2 separate regions of the Gasterosteus aculeatus genome follow, and region 2 is linked to region 1. The links are chromatin contacts, called in public Hi-C maps. All regions are on one chromosome and are shown on one strand. The core of a region is the stretch at or near the end of the contact, and the rest is flanking DNA. Distances in the headings are between cores, read along the strand shown. Region 1 holds the start of prkd4 (protein kinase D4). Region 2 overlaps gal3st3 (galactose-3-O-sulfotransferase 3).

Region 1 (6,841 bases), core at 63-2,562:
GTTAATACAGAGAAACAGCAAACATCACATACACCAAATCTCCCAAATTTGCGTGCAACTCGTGTAACTGAGTGAGTTACTGTCGTGTGGTCAGAAAGAAGACGATTCAGTGCGAGATACTTTTTTTTTTTTTAAACCACACATCTAGCAGGACTCTGCAGGACGCTTCTGCGAACGACCTCGCTGTGCTCGGCAGAGGGGAGATCAAACAGGACCACAGGCGGCTGAGATCATTCTCACGGTGCAGGAGTCCTTCAGAGGAAGGTCGGGTAGTGGGGAGGGACAGAATCACAGAGGTCCTGCAGATGCATTTTTTTTAGAAAAGTGCCATTGAAAAACGATGCGATATGGGAATGTGTCCTTCTGGCCATCAAACTGTGAAGATGAAAGAGGTGGAGATGCAGCTGACCTTCTGCCTGGAAACTGAGCGAGGCAGACCGCGTGTGCGCGTTGCAGACAGCGGGGGGGAGGAGACGCTGTGGTTGGAAAGTTTGCTTCGCTCTTCGCGACCGCAGAAGGTTTCTGCATCCGCGTCGGCGCGAAGACCTGCGCCTCCCGAGGGGGGCGCGCGCCTGACCTCAGCCCCGCTTACAAAGCGCCCTGCTGAGAACACGAGCAGCTACTTCCCCACCGTAAACCCACGCGAGTGCTTTCAGGGTCCCGAATGTCGGTTAACTACCCGTCCCGTGATGATTGAGACAACGTGTTTCCGCCTCGTTAGATCAGGTGTATTAAGATGAGCGGGGGGGGGGGGGGGGGGGGGGTCCAGAAGGAACGGAGCCTCTCCCATCATGAGGAAACATCTGCGCGGAAGGAGACCTCTTACCTTGCGCTCTATGATCTCGGCGGCCAGCCTCTTGGCATGGCGGTAGGTCCGGTTGCCGGCGGGGACCCGGACCACCTCCCTGAAGAGGCCCAGCTGGAACTGGACCAGAGCCGAGGGGCCGGTGGGACCGGAGGGAGTCGCTGCGAACATGGAGGACGGTCCCGCGGCAGCATGGGACGAGTCTGCGGACGAGACATTGACGGAAAAGAAACGCGGTTATACGCGCGGCTCTTCTGCGTAAATTTAGCAAGTGACCCGTTTAAAGACGCAACAGAAGTGAATTCACAGCATCCTGATCAGACTCGTCGGGGGGGGGGGGTTCTGTTAACTTTCCACATGAACACCTGGGAAAAGTCCACGTGAGGGGCCGTACTTCCTCACCTGGCGTGCGTGGAGCTCCGTCTGTGACCCCGATGTGACGGCTGCAGCCGCTCGACGTGCGCTCTGCTGCGTCTGCGTTCCTCTCCGCGGGGCTCGTCCATCCGGGGCAGGAAGTCGCACGCGCACGCACGCGCACGCACGCGCACGCACGCGCACGCACGCACACGCACGCACACGCACGCACACGCACGCACACGCACGCACACGCACGCACACGCACGCACGTCTGGGGAAGCTGCAGATACGGGTAACGCCCCTTCAGCTTCAGCCCGTCAGTCAATAAAGAAAATAAATAAATGTACAAGAGACAGGCGGTAGTTTGAAAAGTGGAGTTTGTATTTATTGAACATTTTTGATAAAATACAGGTCGACGGCTTCACGATCAGATCCATCAGGGTCTCCAGCACTACAGGAGGTCCCCCCCCCCCACACACACACATGTGTGGAAACTGACCTCCTCAAATATTTGGGCATTGGAGAACCAAAAAAAACAATCACATTTGTTTGAAACTTTGGTTTTTGTTTCAGTGTCTCAGCTGTTGAAATGAGCAACATTACTGCATGAATGTGTAGTTATCGGGTTATGAGCACAGCGCAGGATGCTTAGCGTCGGTGAGGAGAGGAACCCGCTGGGACCTTTAAATAGTTTAAATCTACAGCGCGATCACTCAGCTACGCGGCGTCGACGTCTTCACAAAAAGGAGCATTCCGTACATTATTTGCTGCGGACGACACTTAAAGCACTTCTCATCCTGCTTTAGCAGCTCAGGCTCCTTTACAAACACGGCCTCACAGGCCGGGAAGGGATGAGGCGACTCTGCATAATGAGACGGGTACATTCGGTTCTCTTGGGGAAGGGAGAAGAGAAACAGAAAAAAGGTCCCCGGACCCCCGAAAATCCAACAAACATTCAAATGATCAGTTTCCAGCACTTTCCACATGAGAGCTCAGATCTAAAAAAACAGGAGAAGCACAACATTCGATTGCTTCGTACAAACACGTCACACATTCAGAGGCGGCAAACGAAGGAAAACGGATTCCCGCTGACGGCGGTGAACAGGAGGCCGCGGCTGCGTTGATGCATCAAACATCCGGATTCAAACAGACAGTATTTTCCTTCATCACGTCCACGAGAGGAAAAGGGACCTCGCAGGAATGATTGTTGTGTTGGATTTGACTTATTATTTGTCAATTTAAATTGAAATCGATGGGCCTTTTAAATAGATTTTCCACCAACAGAGAAGCGGATGACTTGGACAGTCCCGTGACCAGTAGGAGGCGCAGTGGAGACAAACATTTAATCCTCAGAGTGACATTCTAACAGATTACACGGAACCATTTTTCCAAATGACAGATTTAAAAGAGTGAGGTACCAAATGTATCAGCAGTGTTGCCTCTCCTCTCGTCTTTCTCTCCCTCTCATCAACCTCTTTGACCCGTCAGTGTAAACAGAAAAGAAGAAAAAGTGCACTATATACAAAGAATGAACATTTGAATAATTTAAAACTGTATTTACATTAAAAAAAAGGCAAAACGTGAGGTTTGAATGGTTGGTTGCGAACGCCTCCTTGCTCGCGTCGTCTTGTGCGCCTTTTGAGCGGGTCGCATCGTCTCGGCCGTCGGGGAAATGCAGTCGGGCTCAGCGGGCGCTTCGTGCTACTGGTGAGATATACGGCGTACGTTTGGCCGGCGATGGGAGGACGCTGCTCGGGTGCAGAGCTTCTAGTAAGCGGCATGCTGATTCGTGGGTATAAACGCTCTCTAGTGGCGGATGGCGGCGGTTTGTACAGCGACTCGGTGTCTCACAGGACGACGTTTAGTGTGGGAATGACTCGGGGTTTTTTTTTTTTTGTTGTGTTCTCTAAAAGAAAATATGCTGCAAGTGTTTGATCTCGCTTGGAGCTACGAGTGTATCGGACCAGGGTGGGGTAGGCGGGGTGGGGGGGGGCGCTTTGCGTCTCCTGAGGCCCGCCTCCCGTCTGGGACTAGCCAATCAGGGAGCTGCGTCTGGATAGGTCCACGTTGCTGGCGCTCAGTCCCCTGCAGTCCGACAGGCCCGAGTTCGCTTCCTGGAAAGCGATCAAGTTGGGTTAAAACTACTGTTGCACAGTATGTGGATTATGAAATGATATTCTAATTTAGTTATTGAATACAATGTAACATAATAATATGGAAGAACATCTATTCCTCGTGCAGGACTATGACATATGAGAAGAACAACACCTGTGTGGTCTCCTCGGTGCTCTTGTTGAGGAAGTTGAGGGAGCTCGCTCTCTTCATTCTGAGCAAAACAAAACAATGATTATAAATTAAAAGCATATCAGAAATATTAAAGACAAAACACAAAGCTCCTCGAATGCGAGGGATCGTTTGGTTAGAGATTGAGTGTAAATGATGTGTAATAAATGTGTCATCAAGGTCAACTTGTTTACTGGCAACAATGTTAAAAGGATGTTTCTAAGGAAGCTTGAGTTTTTTTCTTTTGACCATATTGTATCAAAGTAAAGGAAGAATCCCTGTTTGTTGGTCGGCCGGTCGCAGCCCTGAGGCCCCTCGTCTCACCCCGGGTTGCGGGGTTCTTGTGGGCCGCTCCCCTGCAGCTTCTTCACCAGCATCTCGCTGCTCCTCCTCAAAGCGTCGCGAATCTTCCCAAAGGAGCCGCTGCGGCGCAGAGACCCGTTGCCGTCCTGAGGGGACCGGAGACAAAACGAAAGCAGCACCACGTCGGCGCTTAGCGGAGACATTAGGGACGAACGCGTCCCGTTTGGGGCTTTGGGATGACGGCGTCACCTCACCCCGTTCCACTCGGCGGAGTCGTCGCCCTCGCCGTCCCCCCGCTGGCCCGCTTGTCCGTTATTTCCCTCCCTGCTGTGCCGTCGGTCTCCCCCTCTGCCGTCCTTCAGCAGCTCCACCACCTTACTCTGGTTGATGGCGTCGATCCCCTGAGCGACGAGAAGAGACGAGTGATTAAAAAGAGAGAATCGAAAGGAACGTCACAGCTTTTTCACACAGCGTATCTACGACATTTACGCCGATCATCGCCTCTGGGCTACTTCCTCACAGCTGGAAGCCATGCTGAGCGGATCGGGCTCCCGTTGAAGGAGCCCAGACCTCCACCCCGCCGGCAGTGACTCCGCCCCTTTGTGCTGCACCTGTTTACGGGACTTGCTGCCGCACTCCTCCAGGGTTTCTGCTGCCTCCAGCTTCCCCTGACGACGGTACAACGCGCCCAGGCTTTTGAGGGTGGTGTTCACGGTGGGGCTGCAAAAAGAGAAAACACGCTTGTATTTACCTTCTAACAGGATGTTACAGCGACTTCAGTGTTCCAGACAAACCACAGTCATGATTAAACCAAAATGACTGAACGAATCCTTTTGGTGCGTCTTGAATGAGGTTAAAACTAACTCTGCTGTTGCTTCAAGGACCCGATAACCTGAAACCTGCGTCATGACTTTAACCGCCACGGTGTTTCTTTTTCAAAAGGAACAAACTGGGAGAAAACGTCCTTCTGTGACTCAAACGGCACTGATGACAAACATCGATTTCTATTTTTCATCCCTACAGTATTTACAATTCATTTCCCCAAGCTGGTTTGACTCTATTGCCTGTGTGCAGATACTCCGAACCCTGTTTATAGCACCGTTGTATTCATTAATTATATGTGCCGCTCGATTAAAAACGATATATCTGCTTCATATGTGCGACCCACCTGTCCACTTTGCAGGCCTTGTACCAGCTTCCGTACTCCACGTAGGGCCCAGAGTCCCTGCGCTTACCCTGATGGGACACAGCGGGGGGGGGGGGGGGGACACGGGGGGGGGATGAAAGGAGGCAGAGAGCACGAGGAGCCAATCAGCAAACATTAGCATATTAAACAGCCTATTGAAAATGTCCTCGAGGTCATTTGCACAGCAGGCGGTTCTCCATCAGCCTCGTTTCGCTGTTCAGTCCCATTTCCATAATAAGCGGCCATGAAAAAGGTCCGGCTGAACAACCGACCTTGCTCTCCTCTCGCTCCTCTGCGTGCATCCAGATCGGCTTGTTGTCATCTGCAGCGGGACACAAGAATCAGAGAAAGGCTGTTTGACCCACGAGAGCGATATTAGGAGGCCGCGCTGCTTCTCTGCCCTTAAGTAAAGAAAACCGTAGGGTTTGATGGGCTTAGCAGCAGCAGCAGGGACACATCCGCACGCTGCAATGACAAACGAATCCTCTGAAAGGGGTGTGGCCAAATCAAATAAATAATCACAAACCCCCAAAACGCAGCAGGGGAATTAAAAAGGGACAAGATGTATTAATTTCTCCCAAAAGGAAAACAATCATTCTTCATGACAAATGAAAAAGGAAACATAACAAATATTGTGACAGAACAGAATCTCCTTGATTAGTTCTTGACTGAACTCACTGTTGACGGATCCAAACTCCTTCTCGTGTGCTCTGGTCAGGATCTCCTTGTACAGACACTCTGCGTCTTTGAACTTGCCCTGCTTCAGGTAGCACGAGGCCTGAGGAGAACCAACACGGCCGGACTTTAATCGCCACGTCAAAATGACGCCACATGGAAACATGCAATCACGAGGCGGCTGACAGAAGAGCAGGAAACGGGGGGAGACCACACAGTGTCCCCACCAGGTTGTTTTTGGTCTTGGCCACGTTGGGGTCATCGGCTCCCAGCTTGGACTCGTAGATCTCCAGCGCCCGCCTGTAGTAGTACTCCACCTCGTCGTACTTGCCCTGGTTCTGACACAGCAGGGCCAAGTTGTTCAGCTGCTTGGCCACATCTGGGTGATACTTCCCCAACACCTGGAGACAGATTCGCCGACGATGAGCAAAGGGCTTCTCCTCCGTCTGTGTGGGTGGACGCTCGGTGGCGGGGGTCCTCACCTTCTCTCGGATCTCCAGCGCCCTCTTGCAGAGAGGCTCCGCCTCTTTGTACTTGCCCCTCTTGCCGTACAGGACGGCCAGGTTGTTGAGGGTTGCGGCCACGGCCGGGTGGTCCCTCCCCAGCGTCTTCTCCCGGATGGCCAGCGCGTCATTCAGGAGGTGAGCAGCTTCTTTGTACTTGTTCTGATCCCTGGAGGACAAAACGGAGCCACAGCAGTCGATTACCAAACCTGTGGATTTGAAGCCCCTCCTCCTCCTCCTCCCCCCCCCCACCTGTAGACCAGGGCCAGGATGTTGAGCATGGTGGCGACGTCGGGGTGGTCGTGTCCGGACGTCTTCTCCAGGTCCTCGAGGGCCTGTTTGCACAGCGGCACCGCCACCTCGTACCTGCCCTGCGAGGCGTACTGGATCACCAGGTTGTGGAGCGTCCTCAGGCGAGCCGGGATCTCGTAGCCCCCCTGCTGGGCGGCCGCCTCTCCGCTGGGCTGAGCTGGGAGAGCGGGGAGGATGGTAACATGCGGCGCGCTTATTCTTTCTTCCAACAGACAAGAACCAGATCGGTGTGCTTGTTACGATCTCATACCTGGTCCCTGGTCATCGTCGTTGGGGAACAGGTCATCCAGGCTGTCCTTCGAAGTGTCTCCGCCGCCGCCGCCGGAGCTCTGGCTCTTCTCCTCCGAGGGCGAGACGTCGTCGTCGAACTTCTTGATCTGGTTCATGAACTCCAGGTGCTTCTTCTCCTCCTCCAGC
Region 2 (7,005 bases), core at 1,049-3,548, 61 kb before region 1:
TGCAGACAGGTCTGCGTGAGGTTTAATGACTCCGCGGTCTCCCCGACACCGCCTGCTGTCTCGGTTTCATTGGACCGTTACGGAGGGAGAAAAAAAAGGCACAAAAAACGGAAAAAGGTCTTCCGCCGTAGGCGTCGGTGTGTGGAATCCATCAAAGTGAAGAACTCCGTAACATTCAACATCTAGCAGCTCGGTGGGCGCCTGCAGGCTGCGCGTGTTCAGAGAGGACGTTCATTAGAGTTATGGGGGAGAGGACGATTTTAGGTCCAATAACAAGGTAGGACTTGGTCAGCTTCACGGAAATAAGATGCTCACCTCGATCACAAAGCGGACATGTGGTCGTATGCCGTTTACCACGTGCACCGTAGTTCACCTGAGGGGGGCGCTGCAGGAGAAGTCAGCAGGCATTGAGATGCATCACATTAAGTCGTCCCTTTTTTTTGACACTTGAGTAAAAATCCCCTCAGCAGGCGTAACCAGGTTGAAAAAGTTCTTGACATATTTTGGCGGGATTACCGACCGGCTGTCCGCGTTGCGCCGACGGTCTATTTCTCAGTCAGACTTTTATTTTGGCGGGATTACCAACCGGCTGTCTCTTTGATCTGATGGTCTATTTCTCAGTCAGACTTTTATTTTGGCGGGATTACCGACCGGCTGTCTATTTGATCTGATGGTCTATTTCTCAGTCAGACTTTTATTTTGGCGGATCGCCGCTGGAAAACGAATCATCAGACGGGGCCGCACTAATGAAGAAGGCCGAAGGCGTAATCTGTCTCACGCCTACCAGGTGTAACCTGCCGCGGGAGGAGAGGCGCCGATGAACAGGCGGCATGTTCACACCTACAGAGCGGAGCTCTAATCAAGCGAGACGAGTGGAAACACCTGCGTCGGCGGGCCGATTGGGTTTGTCGGCACTTCAGACCTGAAGAGTTTAGCACTTTGCCCCCCCCCCCCTCCCCCACCCCGGGGCTGTTACGCAACGCTCCCACGTCAGCGGCTGCCGCGACGAGAAGACGCAGGCGACCCGGCCTGTGGCGCTGTAGCTAGTCGCGTTTGGTGGGGGGGGGGGGGGGGCGCCGCGTGGGAAAAGTTTTCTCGGCATTGTGTAGATTTAATTGTCCTCCTCCCAGCAAACAGCTGAGCAGCTTGAACCTCATTTATCCGCGTGTGAGGAACACCAGTAATTTACCCAGCAGGCACGCAGGGAAGGGCTCTGATTCAACAACTGGAACCAATTATTCAGGCGGCTCCTGTCTCTCCGCTTCGCTTTTCGCGCGGCTTAACCGGTTAACCGGCGAGTTGGCGGAACACACACACGCCGCAAACTGTCTCCCTGCCGGTGCTTTGAGACGAAGAGCAGAAAAAGTTCTCTCGTCCCATTTCCGATGGCTCTTTGGCGCCTCGCCTTGACGTTGGGAGCTAACAAACGCTAACGGAGGGGCGCTCCACACCGCCAGCCCGATGGCGAAGGCGCGACGGCCCCCGCCAGACCAACCCGGGCGCACGTGCGGCAAAACACGTGATTCCCCTCGACCTCGAAGTGTACTCGCCGAACTTCCCCACGAACGCGCGTCGCCGAGTCTCTGGCCCCCGACGCCCCCTCGCGTCGGTTCCGTCTCGTCTCCCGAAAAGAAACGCGCGATTCCCCTCCGCTCCTCTCTCTTATTTTTATTCCAATATCGAGCGGGCTCCACTCCTCAGAGAACAAAGCGTTTCATTTGTTTTATTCGGAATCACAGCTCCTGTGTGGGCAGCGGGCGCGGGGGGGGGGGGGGGGGGGCGGAGTGGCGGTTTCAGACTCGGAGGGAAGCATGAGGCTTTGAACCGGGGTCACGGGAGTCTCGGTAAACAACGGAGCCCGTAGGTGGATTCAGCCGCCGGAGATCCCTGCAGGTGGGCAAAGACAAGAGGGGGGTTGTGTGTGTGTGTGTCTGTGTGTGTGTGCCTTTTAATGTGTTTTTCTGACTAATAATTGAGTGCATGTGGGATGCAATGGCTCCATCAAAGTGTGTGTGTGTGTGTAACCGTCCATATAGTTACATAACGGAGTGGAGGATTTAATATGTTTTCAAGCAAACAAAGTTTGGTGTTCTTATCCAAACAACTAAGTAGTACTTTAGCAGGCAGAATGCAGCACACCCTGCTTTGCTGTAGCATGTAGCACGCGGTACGTTAGCATGCGATCTCCAGCCGTTTATTCATGCAAACACCCAACAAGGGGAATCATGTGAATTTATCTATTATCTGAATTAATGATTACTCTAAAAAACATGGAATTCATTAACATAAACAACCTGAACAGGAGGATATTTAGCTGCACTGGGGCCTCTAAGTGCCCCCGCGTTTAGCAATGCAGCACACCTGAGCAGAGCCAACAGGCACAACAAACAAAGGATACACTCACAGGTGTAACGGTGACACTCGAGCTTTATATATTCAGCCTTCTTGTCCTTTCATCCTGTCTGACTTTCAGGGATTTTTTGCCTACTTGCTTATTCTGTTTTGGACACGATCTTTGTTGCTGAACGAGTGAATCCGGCTTTCATCTCAGCTGCACCGCCGACGTTACAGTACGGTATAATAGCGTCTGACTGGCAAAGAGAAAAGTGCCCGGAATGCTCTGCTACGTTTGATAGTTTTCGGCCCAGAAAAAATCTTGGTCTCCACCGGTCGAGGTCCGTCTCCCTCAATCACGTAACGGCCGCCTTTGGAGAAACTATAAATTCCTCCTCCGCAGACGGGCGAGCAACAACTGTTAGGCCTCCGATGTCCGGCGGAGGGTTTCCTCGCAGACGGGACGAGCGCGCGTTAACAGGCCGCCCACCCGGGGGCCTCCTCGCCGCCTGTATTGTTCCAACACGCGTATGACTCACCAAAAAGGAGGGATTCATAGAGACCTTCGGTGCTGCCGTGCCTCCTTGTGACTCACAGAGCTGGACTGCATTTAGCTCGCAACATCGGTCGCCAACTCGGCCTCGACAAATGTTGCAGCGGTGCGTAGAAAGAGCGTCTGGGTAACAAGTGAGCAAATAGCACCAAAACACACGTTGTCTTATGAAGACAAGAAGCGATGGAGGGTTTGGTTTGGTTTTTAAAAAAAGTCCTCAAACAAAAAACTACACAAAGTCAATTTTTCTCGTTATCGGTTTTCAAAGGAAAATCACTTCAAGTCTTTAATTAACACTCAAGTCCAAGCCCAAGGTCTGTGATCAGCAAAGCAAAGCAGAGATATTTTGAAACCAAACACGGTGAAATAGTGCGAGACGTCATCGTCAAAAAGTTGTCTGATGTCGTAATTCTCTGTGAATTGGGAGACAGGAGGGAGTCGCGGCTAACGGAACCGCCGCTGGGCTGTGAACCTTCTGGACCCGAGGGCCGTGCACCCTTTGCCGTTACAGCGGACCTGGAACACACAGCGGCTGGAAAGGACCTTTCTCCCCGGAGACGAACGGGCGCTTGGCTTTTTAGGCCCAATCAAAGCGCAATCAGGGCAAAGCGCTCGAGTTACGCCGCGGCCGTTTACCCACTTTTCAAATTCATAATCACGGAACGTTGCTGCGCTGAGCGGCGAGCGCGCAACGCCGAACCGCGCGGGTTACGGGATTAACGGAACGCATTCTGGAGTGTTTTTGCATGTTTGTTTGTGTCTGTTTATGAGCGCGTGTGAGAGCCTATTTATGCATTAGAGGGAGATTTGATGCGTTGGTGTGCGTGATGTTTGTTTATGTGCTGTCAGCGAGTTCAGTGTGGTCCTGTGAGTGCGCGTAGCCCGATCCCCCCATGAGTGGTCTATTATTCTCTCTGACAATCTTATTAGCTGTTTTCTGTGTGTGTGTGTGTGTGTGGGAGGGGGGGGTCTTTCTCTAATGGTACATTCATGTGAGGCAGGATGGACGCAATCTCTCGATTACACCGGCATGAATACTTGAAATGTCACGCTACCCTTGTTTCAAGCGGCGTTTATTTGCAAAGTCTAATCAGAACAGCAAAATGTTTACGTAAATATTTCGTTCAACAACCACATTGAACGCCTACTTTTTGTAATTGCTGCATCCAAAAACTCATCTGAGCTTTCATTAAATCAGTACATTTGCTGATAAGTAGCCGATGGGAAACCAAAGCATTCATCTGCTTCACACATTTAGCATAACTAGTTCTGCTGTGACCTAGCATGACATTGCTAACATGCTAAGGCTAATGAGCTATGATCTTCTCCCTGTTGGTTTAGCTTAATGGCCTGATAACATTTGCTAATTAGCACAAAGCCCGTGGTGCATGTCGGGACATTGGACAACATATTTGTAGAGATATTTCCGTTAGGAGCAAAGCAGTGGACGGACCAACAGATTCACGTTACCAACCGGTTATGTTTTATGTCTATTTTCACTACGTTGTTTTGTTATTCACGGCTTTGCTTGGTTGTGGTCTTAAGACTCGGAATTTTGTTTCAGGAGTGTGGTGGAAGATTTTGCACAAACAATCGTTAAGTAAGAAACAAAGGCTCTGAGTCAAGTATGTCTTTTCTCCGTTTATTTCCTTGCAAGGGAAAAAGGGTCACAACAGCTACGTGGTCAGTAGACTGTCAAGAACCTCCTTCATGCCCCCAACACATCGAGGCAGTTCTTATACCTAAGTTTAGATATCGGTGGCGTCAACAGAAACCTTTGACCATCTTGTTGAGTATTTACAGTCAGGGTACTGGGAACATCTTATCCATGTAAGACACGTCAGTTCTTTGACCGTGTCCTTGCTCTCCCAACATGCTTAAACAAAGGTGGTCATAGACATAACAAACACTTTGTTCAATCTCTACAGCTATGACTGCTGGAACCATCTAATCCAAGAGGGAGACATCAGTTCTTATGTCAGGGCCTTTGTGATCTAAGCACTTAGATCACAAAGCACAACTAATAAACTGGTTATACAAATGAAGCATTTAAAAGGGTTACATATCATTTTCCCATTACAGGAGGAACGTGAATTAAACTTTACATTTCTGTTTGTTTCTCTCGTTCGCCGCTTCGTTTTCTGCGACCGCTGTTGTCCCAACGATTGCTGTGATCGTAACTACGTGAACAAGAAGCGAGGCAGCAGAGATGCGCGAGGAAAAAGAGGCCGGAGGCAGCTGGTCCGGAGGCCGGCGGGCCGCTATGGCAACAGCCGGCCATAATGACAGACAGGCAGGAGGCGGGAGGCATCATGATTGCTTCAATCACAGCCACATCAAACCGCTTTGCATTTTGTTTTTGTGCCAAACAGCAATTTGTTCCCTCATTTGCTACGGAGGTAAATTCAAACGACTGATTGCAGGACGAGGAGTTTGGTTTTTGGGTCTTTGGGGAAATAGCAAACCAGTTTAGAATCAGAATCCTAATTGGGCAACCGTCTCTGCGTGTTATGTGCTTTGCTCTAAAATACTGAATAATTCAAGTCAGCGCACATCAGAATAAATCTGCATTGAAGAGAGAAACGACACAAAACGGGTCCAAGGGCAGAAGAATTGGAATCGATCAAACTTTATTTGTAACATTCACAGTCCATCATTACAAAGCTTTGGGGCCCGTAGCTCTGATTGTCATTGGCCATTTGATCAGAGCCCCATCACTCGCCCTAACATTCGCACCCAACCACAATAACGAGGGGGGGGGGGAGCCCGTCTCACAGATAAGTCCTTCGACAGAAGACGGAAATAGATGAGCAGATCAAAAGTGGCCATTTGGGGAAATACAGTCAGATAATCATTGAGTACGTCACCTTCCCCCAACGGCAATGAACCCGTCGATTTCACTTCCCTGCGACATGGCGGCTCAGCAGAGACCAAATAAACGTGCCTGACACCACGAGAAAGAAGTTTTATTTCCCAGCGTACGGAAGAAAAGAAAAACCCAACAGCTTCGCCGCGTTGAGAAAAATAAAAACAGAACAGCCGGGCGAACGACTTGTACAATCAGAGCAGCGATCAGAGAGATTCACAGCCTCGGATGGGTCATAAGCGAGTAGTTCACGGAAAAATAACAAAACATATTCTTCTGGCTTCCATTCAGACACGGACATTTTGATAGTTTATTTGCCTTTTAATATACAAACGACTAAAGAAATGTGCTGATAGTCCCTGAACTCCACCATAAGCTTAACGAAGTGTTGTGCCGAGTGTCTCGGGATCCAAAGCGTCCAAAATTAGATGAACACAGACATTTTTAAACAAATTATCAAATGGACTTTCGGTCTCTGTAAAAAGCCGAATTAGTGACAAACACATACTCCTTATTTTACAGCAGGTTGGAAGCGGTTCAAGACTTCAAGTCGCAGCCAAAATGTTTTCTTTTTACGTGTAGCAGCATAATTCAAACTCATCCAAATGTAGTTGGTCGGCAAACGGATTCAATGTCAAAGGCTGGTTTCATTCTGTATTCATCCTGCTGTCCACAAATCCCATGAAAGCAGAAGAACCGACAACAAAATCAAGCCTCTAATCTCCCCAAAAACCTCCCGACAACACATGAATGAACACACACATCATTACAAATAAAAGGGGCACTGTTGTCGATTCCGAGTGCCGCCGCTGAACACACTCAGCGTGGCACGAAATGTGTATTCATACGCAGCTGGAAACAGTCCCAAAACAAACGCGCGGTTTCTTCTGTTTGAGCAACAGCTGCTAAAAGCTACTGGCCAGCTGTTTCGGGGAATTATAGAGCCTTCAAAAGAAAGTGTTGCTGTGAGATTTAAAGCACAAAGCAATACACCTGCAGCTGTGTGCCACCGACAGGTCGGGTCAAACGTTCTCTCTTTTTTTCGTGGGATTTGTAAGAGAAATAAACCCCCAAAAAACACGTTTCAAAAATAGACATAAATAAAGAAATCTGCTGTGCGTCTCGAGCGTTCAAGGCCGAGGCTCCGCTGTGAGTTCGGCTAAGCACACTTTGAATTCAAATATTCACAGCCACTTTAAATACAACTGTTTATCCTTCACTCCTGTCTGATTTCAACACGCTGCACCTTTTT

Evidence for each region. Hi-C and Micro-C count contacts between places; a contact is called where the count stands out from the background.
Region 2: a Hi-C map of skeletal muscle shows a contact between it and region 1, with 6 times the contacts expected there. The contact joins the enhancer-like site here to the promoter of prkd4 in region 1. A contact is called at or near these places in 2 of 6 Hi-C or Micro-C datasets (both in skeletal muscle).

What each region holds. Positions count from the first base shown.
Region 1 is chr7:3,153,272-3,160,112 of fGasAcu3.hap1.1, reverse strand. It overlaps prkd4 (protein kinase D4), which reads right to left and starts at 1,312. Exons shown (of 19, transcript XM_078105578.1): 1 at 1,208-1,312; 2 at 827-1,008. The coding sequence starts at 976. klc2 (kinesin light chain 2) reads right to left here. Exons shown (of 14, transcript XM_078105579.1): 3 at 6,675-6,841; 4 at 6,365-6,581; 5 at 6,092-6,281; 6 at 5,837-6,010; 7 at 5,613-5,712; 8 at 5,207-5,256; 9 at 4,917-4,984; 10 at 4,360-4,468; 11 at 4,003-4,149; 12 at 3,770-3,894; 13 at 3,431-3,488; 14 at 1,522-3,276. The coding sequence ends at 3,193.
Region 2 is chr7:3,215,089-3,222,093 of fGasAcu3.hap1.1, reverse strand. gal3st3 (galactose-3-O-sulfotransferase 3) reads right to left here. Exons shown (of 3, transcript XM_040179640.2): 3 at 5,495-7,005. Among protein-coding and RNA genes, the nearest start is that of rin1b, 10 kb to the left of the region's middle. Within about 2 kb of position 2,298, at least 1 of the 9 cell types and tissues checked has open chromatin away from gene starts, as enhancers often do.